Regions from separate parts of the Cricetulus griseus genome. Here region 1 is linked to region 2. Evidence: chromatin contacts called from public Hi-C data. All regions are on one chromosome and are shown on one strand. The core of a region is the stretch at or near the end of the contact, and the rest is flanking DNA. Distances in the headings are between cores, read along the strand shown.

What was found. A called contact is a pair of places that touch in the nucleus more often than the background predicts.
Region 1: a contact with region 2 is called in a Hi-C map of the CHO-K1 cell line, with 2.0 times the contacts expected there. The contact joins the enhancer-like site here to the promoter of LOC113836000 in region 2.

Annotation. Positions count from the first base shown.
Region 1 is chr5:133,559,803-133,566,664 of CriGri-PICRH-1.0, reverse strand. Map4k5 (mitogen-activated protein kinase kinase kinase kinase 5) reads right to left here. Exons shown (of 32, transcript XM_027418172.2): 14 at 1,010-1,068. Among named protein-coding and RNA genes, the nearest start is that of Cdkl1, 52 kb to the left of the region's middle. Within about 2 kb of position 3,839, at least 4 of the 6 cell types and tissues checked have open chromatin away from gene starts, as enhancers often do. A contact at or near this core is called in the CHO-K1 cell line, where this site is marked.
Region 2 is chr5:133,502,308-133,509,389 of CriGri-PICRH-1.0, reverse strand. It overlaps LOC113836000 (cleavage and polyadenylation specificity factor subunit 6-like), which reads left to right and starts at 2,775. Exons shown (of 2, transcript XM_027418176.2): 1 at 2,775-3,457. The coding sequence starts at 2,799. It overlaps Map4k5 (mitogen-activated protein kinase kinase kinase kinase 5), which reads right to left and starts at 2,863. Exons shown (of 32, transcript XM_027418172.2): 1 at 2,723-2,863. The coding sequence starts at 2,830.

The sequences.
Region 1 (6,862 bases), core at 2,590-5,089, 56 kb before region 2:
CACTAGAAACTGTTACTCCCTGCCCACCCCCTCACCCCCAAGACAGTGTTTCTCTGTGTTGCCCTGGCTGTCCTGGAAGTAGCTCTGTAGACCAGGCTGGACTTGAACTCAGAGATCCACCTGCCTCTGCCTCCTGAGTGCTGAGATTAAAGGTGTGTGCCACCATCAGCACCAAGCCTAGAAACTGCACTTTTACTGACAAAAAAAGTAGACATTAGGGCTGGAGAGATGGCTCAGAGGATAAGAGCTCTGGCTGCTCTTCCAGAGGTCCTGAGTTCAATTCCCAGCAACCACATGGTGGCTCACAACTATCCGTTATGAGATCTGGTGCCCTCTTCTGGTGTGCAGATATACATGGAAGCAGAATGTTGTATACATAATAAATAAAATCTTTAAAAAAAAAAAAGTAGACATTAAGGAACCTTCTAGGCCAATCCTAGCAATATCTTATTTATTTATTCCTTTATATAAGGGGTTAAATATGTAGTTAATCTCAAAATGATATCACATCTGGTTTGATGACATATGCCTGTTGCCCTGGCATTAGGCAGCTGAAGCAGGAGGGTTGCAGCAACTCAAGGGCAGCCTGAGCTACACAGTGAGACCCTCTCACAAACAACAAACACAAAAACAAAAGAACCTACAGTTATAGACAGATGGTAGGACCTATAACAAGTGACCCACTACCAACCACATGCCCAGTCCCACAGATAAGATGCTTTACCCAGTAAAGCAAACCAAGCTGTGCTCACTGCAAACCTAACAAGGAGAAGGTAAAGCTGAGGCCAAGACAGCTTTAGTAATTTAAGTACATCCTTCAAAAGACTGAGAGTGCTGAAATAAGTGGCTCAAACTATACTGCTTGTAATACCATCAAAATACCTAATTATGAATTTTCACACTTTAGTATAGTTACTATGTATAAAAAGTAGGTACTTAATTTCTTAAAAATATACCTCACTCTAAGTTTTCCCAAATTTTAACATGGAAATGTTTCAAAGTCCATTACCATTTCATCCCGGGCTTCTGTTTCTTTCCTCAGAGGTGGTTCAAACTGTAATTTGTCAACTGCAAAATATAGAGCAGATACATAGATATGTATAAACATACACACATCCATCCTCTTACATGGCTAACTTCAGGAATGAAACAAGAATGAACACTGTTGAGAGGGAGGAAAAGCAGAGGCACAGAAAGAAATTTCATCACGTCTTCTGTAAGACACCTTCACACTAACCCAGGAAAAGGAGCAATCTGGGATTTCCCCTAGCTTCTATGCTTAATTCTTGGCTGAACTCAGGAAATTAAAAAGTACTTTTTTTTTTTTTTTTTTTTTTTTTTTTTTCCGAGACAGGGTTTCTCTGTGGCTTTGGAGGCTGTCTTGGAACTAGCTCTTGTAAACCAGGCTGGTCTTGAACTCACAGAGATCCACTTGCCTCTGCCTCCCGAGTGCTGGAATTAAAGGCGTTCACCACCAACGCCTGGCTAAAAAGTACTTTTGAGTAAAAGAAAATGTTTAAAGTTTATTGGAGCTAGATGACAAAGGAAAAGTTGCGAAGATTGTTTCCATGTTTCAGAGGCTGTTTTGAGATTGGCAACAGCTTTCTGGCAGAGAAAACCTTGCCATATTATACAAGGATTATATAATGAGTGAGAGGTCAGGATGGCCTTATCATCTACGGTCACACGTGGCTGTGCATTTTATTTGATCTCATCAGTCTACTTCCATAGTTAGTCCAAGTATTCAAGAGCAATTTCTTTTAGATGAAATATTCTAGAATGGAAAAAGTTACTTCATTACCTACTTATAGTTACTATAATTTTAAAACTTTAAAAAAACTGAATGTGACTAAAAGTCCAAAAAAGTTTTTTTCAACATTTATACTAATAAAGACACAAGATTTCTAAATACAAACTTAACTAATTGTTAAAAGGCTTTCAAATAAGATCTAGTTGCATTTATCCCCAGTAACAAAACTTGTAAAAAATAATACAAGGCACTAACATAATTTGTTATATGGAACAAAAATAGTAAGGCATAAATTTTTCCTCTCTTCCTCCCTTCTTTCTGAAAATTTATTTATTTTTATATTTTAAGATAAACCCAGGCTGGCCTGGAACTCATTATGTACACTTAGGCTGGCTCTCCACTTGGGATCTTCCTCCTGCCTTAGACTCTGTAGTCCTGGGTGGGGTTACAAGTGTGCACAACCATGTCTGGCTTAAAATTTCAGCACTAAGGAAGACATTCCATAAAATATGTTATTTGCTTAAATATCAATCTAAAATAAAATCCTGGATCCATTAATAACATTTAACATAATCTAAAAACATTTTGAAAGAAGATTTGTTTCATGTGTGTGAATGTTTTGCCTTCAGCTAAACAGAGTGTTCACATGAGTGCCTGGAACTGGAGTCACAGGCAGTTGCGTATATAGCTGGAGGACAGCACTGTGAACACCGGATAGCCTGCAGTATTAGGACAGACAGCATGGGATAGCCTGTGGTATTAGGACAGACATCTGAGCTTTTGTCAGTGGAACTCTAGATCCATAAAAGGGTCTTCATAGGAAAAGGACAAAATTTAGATGCTCAATATGGTGTTACATTGTCCAAGATACAAAAACAGGAACAAAAGACAGTTGAAAAAAAGAAGAAACAGATTCAGATGATACAGGCAAGCAGCAGATAGGAACTTTAAAAACATCAACATGCTTGAGGACTTTTGAGACAGACAGTGGGTAAAGCAGACAATCTCAGCACAGAAACAGAATTACATTTCTAAATATGCATATAGATGTATATCTGTAATCTGGGTATGACTAAAGTTCATATTTGAAAAATAGTGGACCTGAAATAAAACTCACTGAATGGCTTAATAGCAGAATGAGCACAAGAACAAAGTTCCTCTCATGTAGAGGTGAGGGTGCAGGGAGAGCAAAACCTCAGTGAGCTATGAAATCAGAGAGTTCATGTTAACAAGGGTCTCAGAAGCAGAGGAGAGACAATGGCAGACATTTCAAAGAAACAGCAGCCAAACAATAAAAAACATAGATCCACAGACCTACGAAGTTTAACGAACCCTCGTCAGACAACAGAACCACAGTCCAATTGGTGTAAAACTGTAAACTCAGTGTGTCTCAGCATGTGCCTGTGATGGATGTAGAAACTGGAGTTGGGGGCAGCGATTCCAGATGTACAGATGCTTGGGCTTTAGTTCAGGGAGGAAGTTTAACCGGCTTCACCTTCATTCAGACAAAGGCAACAAAACACTTGGGACTATGGAAGTGTAAGAAGTTTGTAAAAGTCTCCTCAGCTTGTTTAAAATTCTCATTTACTTGTCTTTTTTTTTTTTTTTTTTTTTTAGGTAAGAGTTTCACCATGTAGTTCTGGCTGGCTCTGAACACTTGCCATCCTCCTGTCTCAACTGAGATTAAGTGCCACAATGATATTATGCCTGTATCTTGATCTGAGAAAGAGAGAAACAAACTTTTTTTCTGGCACTCACCAGCCTGGGAGGACAAACACAAATCCAAATGCAAAGGCCGGAAAGAACATAATTTCTCCCAAGGCCACTCTGCATGTGACAACGTTTCATGAAATGAAAACCCTCTGAGCTACACAGCTTTCTCACTGAGAAACCGCTCTTTAAATCAGGCTGCCAGGGACCTGCCTGGTGAAATCATGTTCATTTCAGTGAATCATTGTATTACGTCTGGAAGATCTAAGTCACTGACTCAGATCCAACCCAGACACCGAGCTTCAAACGAAGGCACTTCTAAATGCAATGTTCAGCTACAGGAGGCTTCAGAGTCCACTCTCAGAACAGACCCGGCGCTCAGCCTTCCCCAGTCACATGTCCTCACTGTGAGTCATTAGTTTAACTTCCCCTGAATTCTGGTCCTGCTGCGCCTCTTCTATTTCTTTGTTAGATAAGATGCCACATGGTTTCTATGGTATGTTTTATATCACTGCAAAGAATTAAAAAATGTGACTTTGTTAGAATATTTCTTCATCCCTGGCCAATCTAACACTGGATATGTTATGGCCTGATGTGAAATGTCCATGAAAATCTATGTGCTAAAATCTAGCTGACGGGCTTTGGGGAAGTGACTGGCTCATGAGGGCTGTAACCCCAAAATGGATTAATTAAATAATGGGTTCATAAACAGAAAGGCTATTGGGAGATGACACAGAGTTAAAGGTGGGGCCTAACTTAAGGGAGTGGGTCCTTGGGGACTGTATATTGTTTCTGGCCAGTTCAACTTACTCCAATGTCTCATCTCATGTGGTGAACAGCTCTTCCATGATGAACCTTAATTATACTGTTCTGCCTCACTATAGGCCCAAAAGCAATACGGCCAAGTGACCATGGACTGAAAACTCAAGAGACATGAGTCAAAGCAAATCTTTCTTCCTTTGTTTGCCTCAAATATTTTGTTATATCAACAGCCAGGTTCAAAAATTATTAATGTCCACAAAAAATATACAGTAAGAATACATAGAATGATTACAATAGCCCAAAGCAAAGTCAACAGAAGATCGGGTGAGTTGTAACATACTCATTAATGTAATATTCCACCACCATGTAGTCTTACACAATGGCGTGAATGACTCTCACAGATATGGCTGAGTTAAAGAAAAGGGTCCACTGTGTCATGCTACTTGTCTAAAAGTCAAGATCGGTTAAAAAGGAACCTATGTGACAGGGATGAGAATATCAGTTAATCTGGAGACAGGGGAGGGTGGAAGTACTGACTGTGACAGAGCATGGCAACTCTGAGATCCAGGTATGTTGTATATATCTGCAAATTTTTACCATGCATCACATTTAAGATTGGATCATTTATTGTATATAAATTACCAGCCCAACTTAAGAAAACTGAAGCAAAAACCAGGATAGAACTGAAATCTATTAAGCAAGCAAAAACAGAGCCATAAAATACTCTGGTATCTATAAAAGGAAAATTGTTTAAATGTGAAGACAAAAAAAAAAAAAAAACCACCAGTAAAATGACTTTAACTTTATCCAAGGCATACTCCATGAAAATATCAACATTCTGAGCACTCGTGAAGAAAACTAAATCTTGACCCCCGCTCCCCAAAGTGGGGAGGGAAGGTCTTTTAATTAAGGCTGAGCATTATAAAGATGTCAACTCTGTTAATATGTAAATTTAGACACATCAGCAAAAATAAATTTAAAAACTAGATAAGCAGATTCTAAAATGTAATTGTATAATAGTCAGATATAATTAAAAGAACAACAATGTGTGCACCTGGACATGGAGGAAGAGAAGCAGGAGCAGGAGGAGAAACAGTTGTAATACATTTTAGCAGATGGAATACTCACAAGTGTGCTGCTGTACACGAACAGACACGCAAAGCAACATAACAGAATTCCCAGGAACAAGTCCTAGGACAGGCATGGGGATTTATTTTTACAATAAAGATCGTATCTTGAATCCACGGGGGGGAAAAAAAAATGACAAAAAAGATGAAGTCTAGTCTTCAGTTTACACATTAAGTTAAGTATCTAAAAAGTGGAATTGCAAAATAGAAGAATACACCATAGAACATTCTTTTTGCAGTCTCAGAATCAAGGACATAGCATAAGGAACTGAAGAAATGACTCACTGGTTAAGAGCATTTGTTACTCTTGCAGAGGACCTAGATTTGGTTGCCAGTACCCACATGATAGCTCACAACCATCCCTAACTCCAGGTTCAGAGGATCCTATGCCCTCTTCTGACCTCTGCAGACACCAGGCACATTCATGGTGCACCTATTTACATGTAGGCTAAACACTCATACATGAAAATTTAAAAAAATGATTAGATTAAAACAAAGAATATAGCATAAAATGCAAAGGCTATAAATAAAAGACAAGTTAGATCACATTAAAAGAACATTATATAGCTACACAAAGTAAATACAGCTTTATCAAAAAGGTTATCTTTGGGATCTGGGGCCCTCAGAAATTTTTCACAAGAAGCAACAAGACTCTGGCAAGATGGCTCAGTAGGTACATAGTAAATACATAACTAATTTTAGAAAAAAGACAGCAAGGTGAGCACTAGCACTAAAAAGACACCAAGTATTGAGTTATTACTTGCTTATCTATGACAAGTACTGTTGATCAACAGGTAAGGGAAGACAATCTTTCAAAGAGCTAGGAATACTTGTTTGAAGAAAACAGACTTAAGCCAGGCATGCTGGTACACCCTATAGTCTCAGGACCCTGGAGACTGAGGAAGAAAAGTCACTGTGAGTTTGAAGCTGGCCTGGGCAATACAGCCACCTTCCAAAAAATGAAAATAAAATAAAATGCAGACAGCTATTGGATAATCATCTGTAAGAATTCTAATTGGTTCAAATACTTAATGAATTATCTTACCTCATTATGGCTAACATTCTATTTGTATTGTTAGTCATGCATCTCATTTTATCACAAATCACTTTAATTTCATGAAACAATACAAATCTCAGCCAGGAAATCCATATCAAAACTTCTGTTTTTTAAATGTGGCTGAGGTGACAAAGGTGGTTGATATAAAATTTTTGTCTGTTTATGATTAACTCATTAAAAAATCAAAATTCCATTTTAAATATTTGTAAAGAGTTATCTTCATATTGATCTGCAATAGTTAAAACCCACCCAAATGCCCAGTAACAGAAGACTATTTCCTACAGCATGAAACAAGCATGACTCAACCTGCAACACAGTGTGTAGTTATAAAGTCAGTGCCAGCAAACAGAAAATGCTTCTCTATTATGTCAAAGTACAATTAGCCACATGAAATATTCATGGCAAAGCAAGAAGTCAGAAAAAAAAAAATGGGCTGTCTATAGCTTATATGATGAA
Region 2 (7,082 bases), core at 1,526-4,025:
TGCCTTAAAGTCTTCCACAGTTTCATGTTCTAGGCATATGAGGGAGTAAGTATAAACTCACAAAATTCCATAGGGCTTAGATCACAGACAATAAATATGCTATGAAACAGCTTTTCAAAGATGTTTTCCCAGGAAACTCAAGCTATGGAAATTTATAAAGAAAGCAGACATGCAGTTATCATGAAGAGCAGTGCAGGAATACACAGAGAATTACACACTGTTGTGGTGTTAAAATTAAGTGCTCAGACAACCAGGTGACAGACTCACTTAGAGTCATTTATTTGGTTATCAACCTTTTAGGAATCATCTACTCTGTGCTCAGCCTAATCCGAGGTGTTAAGATATACCCAAACATGGGGGCGGGGGTGGTTCCTGTCTGTGTGAAGTACTTTATTGAATCAAAACAGAGAAATAAAAGAAGTAAAACCCTGTGCCTGGCAGCAGTAAGTACAAAGATGGTCAGGTATTCTGAAAGGAAGGAAGCAAGACATTTACTGTCTGGGGAAAGATACTGAACAGAGGAAGCAGCCAGAACAAAGACTCCAATGTGGGAAGATGTTTATTGTTTAAGGAACAGGGGCAAGCCAGTGTGGTCAGATCAGAAAGGGAGAGGAGAGTGGTGGGTGAGGTCAGAGGTCAAGGTGAGGGGCTGGGCTTATTAGAATGGAGGTAATGCTTTCCTCGACAGCAAAACTGGCAACAGGTGGTGAATGGGGGAGGGAGATGAACACAAGAAGGACACACTAATGTCTAAAGGCTGTTTGGGACTCAGAGGCTGGTCTAGTGTGTGAGGAGAATACATTTGATGGGAGCATGGCTAGGAAAGGTGGGAGGTGGGGGTGGTAAGTATTTAGGCTCTGACTGTTGACTCATGAGCTGAAGACCGGGAAGCAGCTGGAGAAGAAGCAGGCAGTCAGCTGTCCTTTTAACACAAATTTTGCTCCCCCCTCTCCCCCAGGCAAGAATACAATCTTTCCAGAGAGCTGCTCTGGTTGTTAACTCTGTAAAGATAAACGTGGAGGTCTTGGCAAGATCCTTGTGGAGAAAATATTCCCTTTAAATTTTCTGTTGTAGGGGTGAAGCAGGGAGGGGTGAAGCAAGAACTAGAATTTAGAACTAGAATTTAGAGTATTGTATAATTACCATGAATGGAACTGAACTGGTCTAACTCACAGTGAATCATAAGACAAAGATGATTTAGAATGGGACCCAGAAAGCAAAGATGAGTTTCTGTTTCTTAAAGGCCAAGTGTTTCCTAAAATGCCCAGATAGCCCAAGATGCACTAACTACCCTAATTTACATAAGGAAGGAGATTCCACAGTAATTGTGCACTTTGCATCAAAGGTATTCAAGACCAGAGTCAGCACCGTGATCACTGTTGGGACAGCCCAGTACCTGGAACAGTGTCTGGCTAGCCTCAATGCCTGTTTTTACCGGTAAAAAGCCTATCCAGAGAGCCCTCACCTCAGAATCAGTGCTAGGGTATCCTGATACCACCCCAAGGAACTACTAACAAAATTGTTCAGAAACGAGCACAGAAAAGAGATGTTTTCCTTGCATAGAACCACCTGTGTAGGTCAACATACCACAGTGGAACCAATCGATTACTCATGTAACAAGGCCATGTGGGCTACATGGAGATCACTCTTTGGAACAGACTGACACATAGGTCAAAATAACAAGATGCTGTAAAAAGAAACTTTTTCTTAATACCCATAAGGAACTGCAGTAATTCTGCCTTTTGAGACAAAGACCAAAAGCCATAAGGGAATCATCGATAGTCTTGTCCTTCTGAACCCTTCAAAAACAAAGCTGACTTAAGAAATTGGTGTGGTTTGCAATGGCATTGCTTTTTGCAATGCAAATGTGTTTTTGCAATGGCAAATTACAAATTTATTATTATTTATCTTAATATAAGAGGGCACTAAAATGACTGCAGCTCTTATCCACTCAGGATTATGGAATGCTATAAATCCCAAAGAGAGGAATTACTGGAATAGGAAAACCCATTAAGTCATTATATTTCTTATTATCAACCAGGCACAAATGCTTAAACTTCTGCCAGATGAAAAACATCTTTCTCTAAATTTGTTTAAATTTAATTACATTTTACTTATTTACTGGGCTTATGTGCGAGTGTTGGGGGGTGGGGGAGATGCCTGTAGAGGTCAGAGGACTACTTGCTTCCACCGGGAGAATCCGTGGACCGATTGTGATCTGAAAGCTTGGCAGCAAGCGCTTTTACCTGCTGAGCCATCTCACCGGTCTCTAAAAACATCTTCCTACAGGCCACTGTGTTTACACACATATCATTTTACTCCAGTACCAGACTGCTTACAGTTCACAATTCATAGCCAGGATCCACATAGCTTTTCAAAGCCAAGTTCATCCATAACAATAATTTAGAATGCAAGTGTCTGGATTTGCAATATTCTCTCCTGCCCTGCCGCCTTCCGCGAGGCATTTTTTCCACCCTAACAGGAGAACATCCTTCAAAGTAACTTAAACACCAAACGTACGCCTTAAAAACCACAAAAAAGCTCAGCGGTGGTTTGGAAGGTGCGGTTAGCCGTGCCCGTGGGCAGCATTAGAACCGGTGGGGAACCCAGGGTGCTCGGAACCCTGCCGCGGGGTCCGGGCCGCTTCCTGGCCGGACGCTGCGGTCCGGCGCATCCCGGGGACGCCCCACGCTAGCAGGCCGGGCCCGGGCCCGGGCCTCACCTTGTACACATCCCCGTAGGTGCCGCTGCCGACCCTCTGCACCAGCTCGTAGTCGTGCTGCGGGTTCCGCCTCAGGATGTCGGCGGCAGGCCGCAGCGGGGCCTCCATCTTCGCTGCGCCCAGCCCGGGGCTCTGCCCGCGGCGCCCGGATCCCGCTAACGAGGGCGCGCGGCGCTTCCCAACATGGAGCCTCCTCGGCGCGCAGCTGCGCCTGCACCCGCGAGAGCGAGCGCGGGGGCGTCACGGGCCGCGACCCCGGCGGCCTCCGGGCCTCCCGGGCCCGCCAGGCCCCGCCAGGCCCCGAGCCGTCCGCACCCGAGGGGGCCGCCCGTTCCCTGCCGAGCGAGCGCCGCGTCGGAGATCCGCGTCCTCACGAAGACGGCCGTGCGCGCAGTCGTCCCCGCCGTCGCCGCCGCCGCCGCACCACGTTCCCCACCCGCGGCTGCGTCACCGGGAGACACGTTCGCGGCCGCCGTGGATCGAGCCGGCCCGCCCGAGAGCGCAGGCCGCGGGCCCAGAGTGCCGCCCTGAGGCCCGCCGAGTGCACGACACCCTCGCCGCCGTCGTGCCCCGCCTCCCAGCGGCTTGTGGGGCGCTCGGGGCGTTCGTGAGGCTTCGGACCCGCCCAGGCCTGGCCGGGATTCGTCCGGTTGCCAGAGGGACGAGAGAGAGGAGGAGGAGGGCCTGCTGGAGGCCGCCGCTGGAGCGCTGCTCTCCTAGTGCCACAGGGTCAAGGTAAACTGAGGCCGCCCGGGAAGGAGGTGGGGGAGTGCCTGGTTAACTAAACGCGGGCACACCCGACTGCACCTTCCTGTTTTACAGACTGTTCCCCGTGGTACCAGTTCTGAGGCTGGACCGCACACCTGCACAACCTGTCTTCCACCGTGGTTTCCCTAGCCCTTTCTGAAAACCCCCAGTCCCTACGAAGTTCCAGGGGTCTCTGAACACCGCCACAGTATTGCAACTTTAAGGGGACCAGGAGTTCTGGAGATGCTAAGACAAAGCTAGGGACCTTGGTCTGGTTCTGGCTCCAGCACTTCCAAAGGAGGTGATCTGGGACAAGGCATACTTTGCAACATCTCAGTGTCCTTATCTGTAGTTAGAAGAGGATAAGGTTTTTGCATTTGACACCCGAGAAATGCTTGTAAAGCTTTTTACAGGATTGCAAAGAGGATTATCAATTGTAAGAGGGTTTGAACCCTTTAACAATACACAGAATATTGAGCAGGAATCAAGAGAAGCTATCTGGTTAATGTTTCACAGACTGTTTTGCCGTTTGAGTTCCAACCCTGTTCTGAAGGTAGAAATTAAATTACCACCTTTAGGTAGACTGGTAAAATTATTTCTAGAATCCTGAAGAGATTGTCGGCAGAAAAACCAGATTAAGGACTGGGGAGATCTCAGTGGTTAAGAACACCAGCTGCTCTACAGAGGACCTGGGTTGATTCGCAGCACCTGCATGGCTGCTCACAACTGTTTGTAAATCCGGGTAATCTGACTCCCTCCTCTGGCCTCTTTAGGCACCGGACACGCACATGGTGCACAGACATACATGCAGGCAAAACAAAAAATTAAATAAGAATTTAAGAAAAAATGGGAAAGCCAGGTTAATACATAGCTACTGTCTGTTTAGTGACTGAAAATCACAACAGAACAAGTTTCAGGTGACATGTCCAATTCTGTTTTGAGAAATGCACTTAAATAAATAAAATAAATAAAATAAAAATTAATTAATTAATTAATAATAAATAATTTATTTATAATTAAATAAATAAATAATTGAAAATAAATTAACACCATAACAGAACAGGGAATATATGCATTTTCGTGTGTTCCCCACACAAAGGGCACTTATTTAGGGGACTAAGTAAAGCCCAGACTTACATGCTCCAGGGACAAAGCTTATGTGTGTGCTGTCTTGAAAAAAACCTTGCTGAGGAACAGTTCTGTCTTTCAAAGCTTCTTGGCACTTGTTTTGGTGGGCACATACTTTTGGCTTCGATGACTCAAAGTCTCTTCAAATGTTCTATTGGTATCTTAGTACTTGTTTTCTGCCATGGATTTATGTTGGTCATGTAGTCAAACCCACCCTTACCCACTCTGAGACTAGGGTCATTGTCAAGCATTCATGAGCTGAGGGCTCTCCACCAGTCTGTCCCCAGAATAGTGAGGTAAACTTGGAGGGTGGGCATCGTGTGATGGAAAAGCAGCCTTCCATGTACAGGGTCAAAAGGGAGCATTGATCCTTTCTCTAGCATGAAACATATTTGTTCTGATTTCTGTCTGCATTATCCCATAGAGAGTTCGAGTCAGCTCACACAAAATACTTATTTTTACACAAGATAAAAATAAGTGAGAGGAAACTGCATGGAATTTGAAAGGGGGAAAACAGGAAACCAGAACAATGCAACCAAAAAAAAGAAAGAAAAAAAAAAAGATTTGTTGGTGGTTTTTTTTTCTTTGTTTGTTTTTTGGTTTTTGGTTTTCGTTTTTTATTTTATTTTATTTTTTTAGATAAAGATGAACAAATTGATCAAGAGAGTCAGATCTTTCCCTGATGCTAAGACCTCAGAAAAGTTTCCCTCCTGAGCCTTCACAAAGTGGAAACTCCGAATACTCAGTTTTGAGACAAGGATAAATATCCTATGAAAACCCTTTAGGTGTATTATTTTTGAAACACAATATTTAAAATGAATTAGGTAATAAAAAGCTTGAAGTCACAAGTGAAGGTATTTTACATTGCCAGTAATGACAGATCCATATGCCTTGACCATCAACCAAGAAACGGATAACACTGAAAGCCAAGATCCTGCCTGGTGGTTAAAAATAGTGTCTGCAATAATCATTATTTTACTTGTACCACAGATGATGCAAACAGGAAAACATTTGCTTTATACTAACTTCAAAAGAATTTTAAAGATTTTTTTTCTGAACTAGCTGAGTTAATTTTAATAAGATCAGTAATGTAGGTTGTTTGGTAAAGAAATTTAAATTAAGTCTACTTATAAACAAACTCTAAGTAGGTTTAACATTGAAAGAATTCTTACAAATTTCTCAGTTTTATAATAGGGAATAAGAAGAAAAATGAGTGCTAATACCATGGTGTGTGTGTGTGTATGTATGTATGTATGTATGTATGTATGTATGTATGTATGTAGGTAGGTTGCAGGACAACTTGTGGGAGTCCATTTTGTCTTTCTACCATGTAGATCAAGCTCAGGCCATCAGATGGAGGCAAGAGCCTGTACAGGCTGAGCTTCTCACTGGCCTTGCTTTCCAGTTTTTTGCTCTGTTCCACATAACACATTGTAGTGGTTTACTGTATACTTGTAATGTTTTCTCCTCTTTTAATCTTCTTCAGTAAAGTGCTAGTTGTGATTGTGATTGGTGATCTCTAGAGTCAACTTTAATTTTAGCCAAGACTAAATGACAACAAAAATCAAAGCCTTGGTTTTTTTTTTTTTATGTTTTATGTGGCTAAGGTTCAATTTTATTTATTTATGGTTTTGGTTTTTCAAGACAGGGTTTTTCTGTATAACAGCCTTTGCTGTCCTGGAACTAGATCTGCAGGCCAGGCTGGCCTCAAACTCACAGAGATCCACCTGCCTCTGCCTCCCGAGTGCTGGGACTAAAGGCATACACCACCACTGCCCTGCCAGGTTCAAATTTATTATCCAAGCAAACTTGCTAATTAAAATCCTAAAATTAGGCTGTCCAACGTGGTGGCTCCCACCTTTAATCCCAGCATTCAGGAGGCAGAGGCAGGCAGATCTCTGTTAGTTCCACGAACAGCCTGGTCTAATTAGTGAGTTGAGGCCAGCCAGGGCTACACAGTCTCAACAACATACAGATTTTAGCAATATAATATCTCAATCCACCTCTTCCCTTGCTCCACCCTTGGCTGTTTGAGACAGGGTGTCATTGTATAGTTGTGCCTGGCCTGGAACTCACAGAGGACCAGCTGCCTCTGCTTCCTGAGTACTGGCATTAAAGGTGTGCCCAGCTGCAGTATGGTCTCTTAATACATCTTTCAATATAAACCAGTTGTGCAGAATATTTTTATATGATTAAACAAATAGCTCCTTAGATTTGTTAAATATCAACCAATCAGCTGTCAAAAGACATTGTAGCAATTATTATCTGAATTTTTAGACAATTGACATTAAATCATTCTTTACTTGTTATGACTCTGTTTGTTAAGGAGAAAATTGTATTTTCAAAGTATAAGGTGATTATTGTAGTTGGTCCTGGCTAGCAATAGAGCATGGACCTTATTTAGAATTAAGAACTGGTTATTGTCAGTTTATGCTGGAGAGGATGTGGAGAAAGGGGAACACTTCTCCACTGCTGGTGGGAGTGC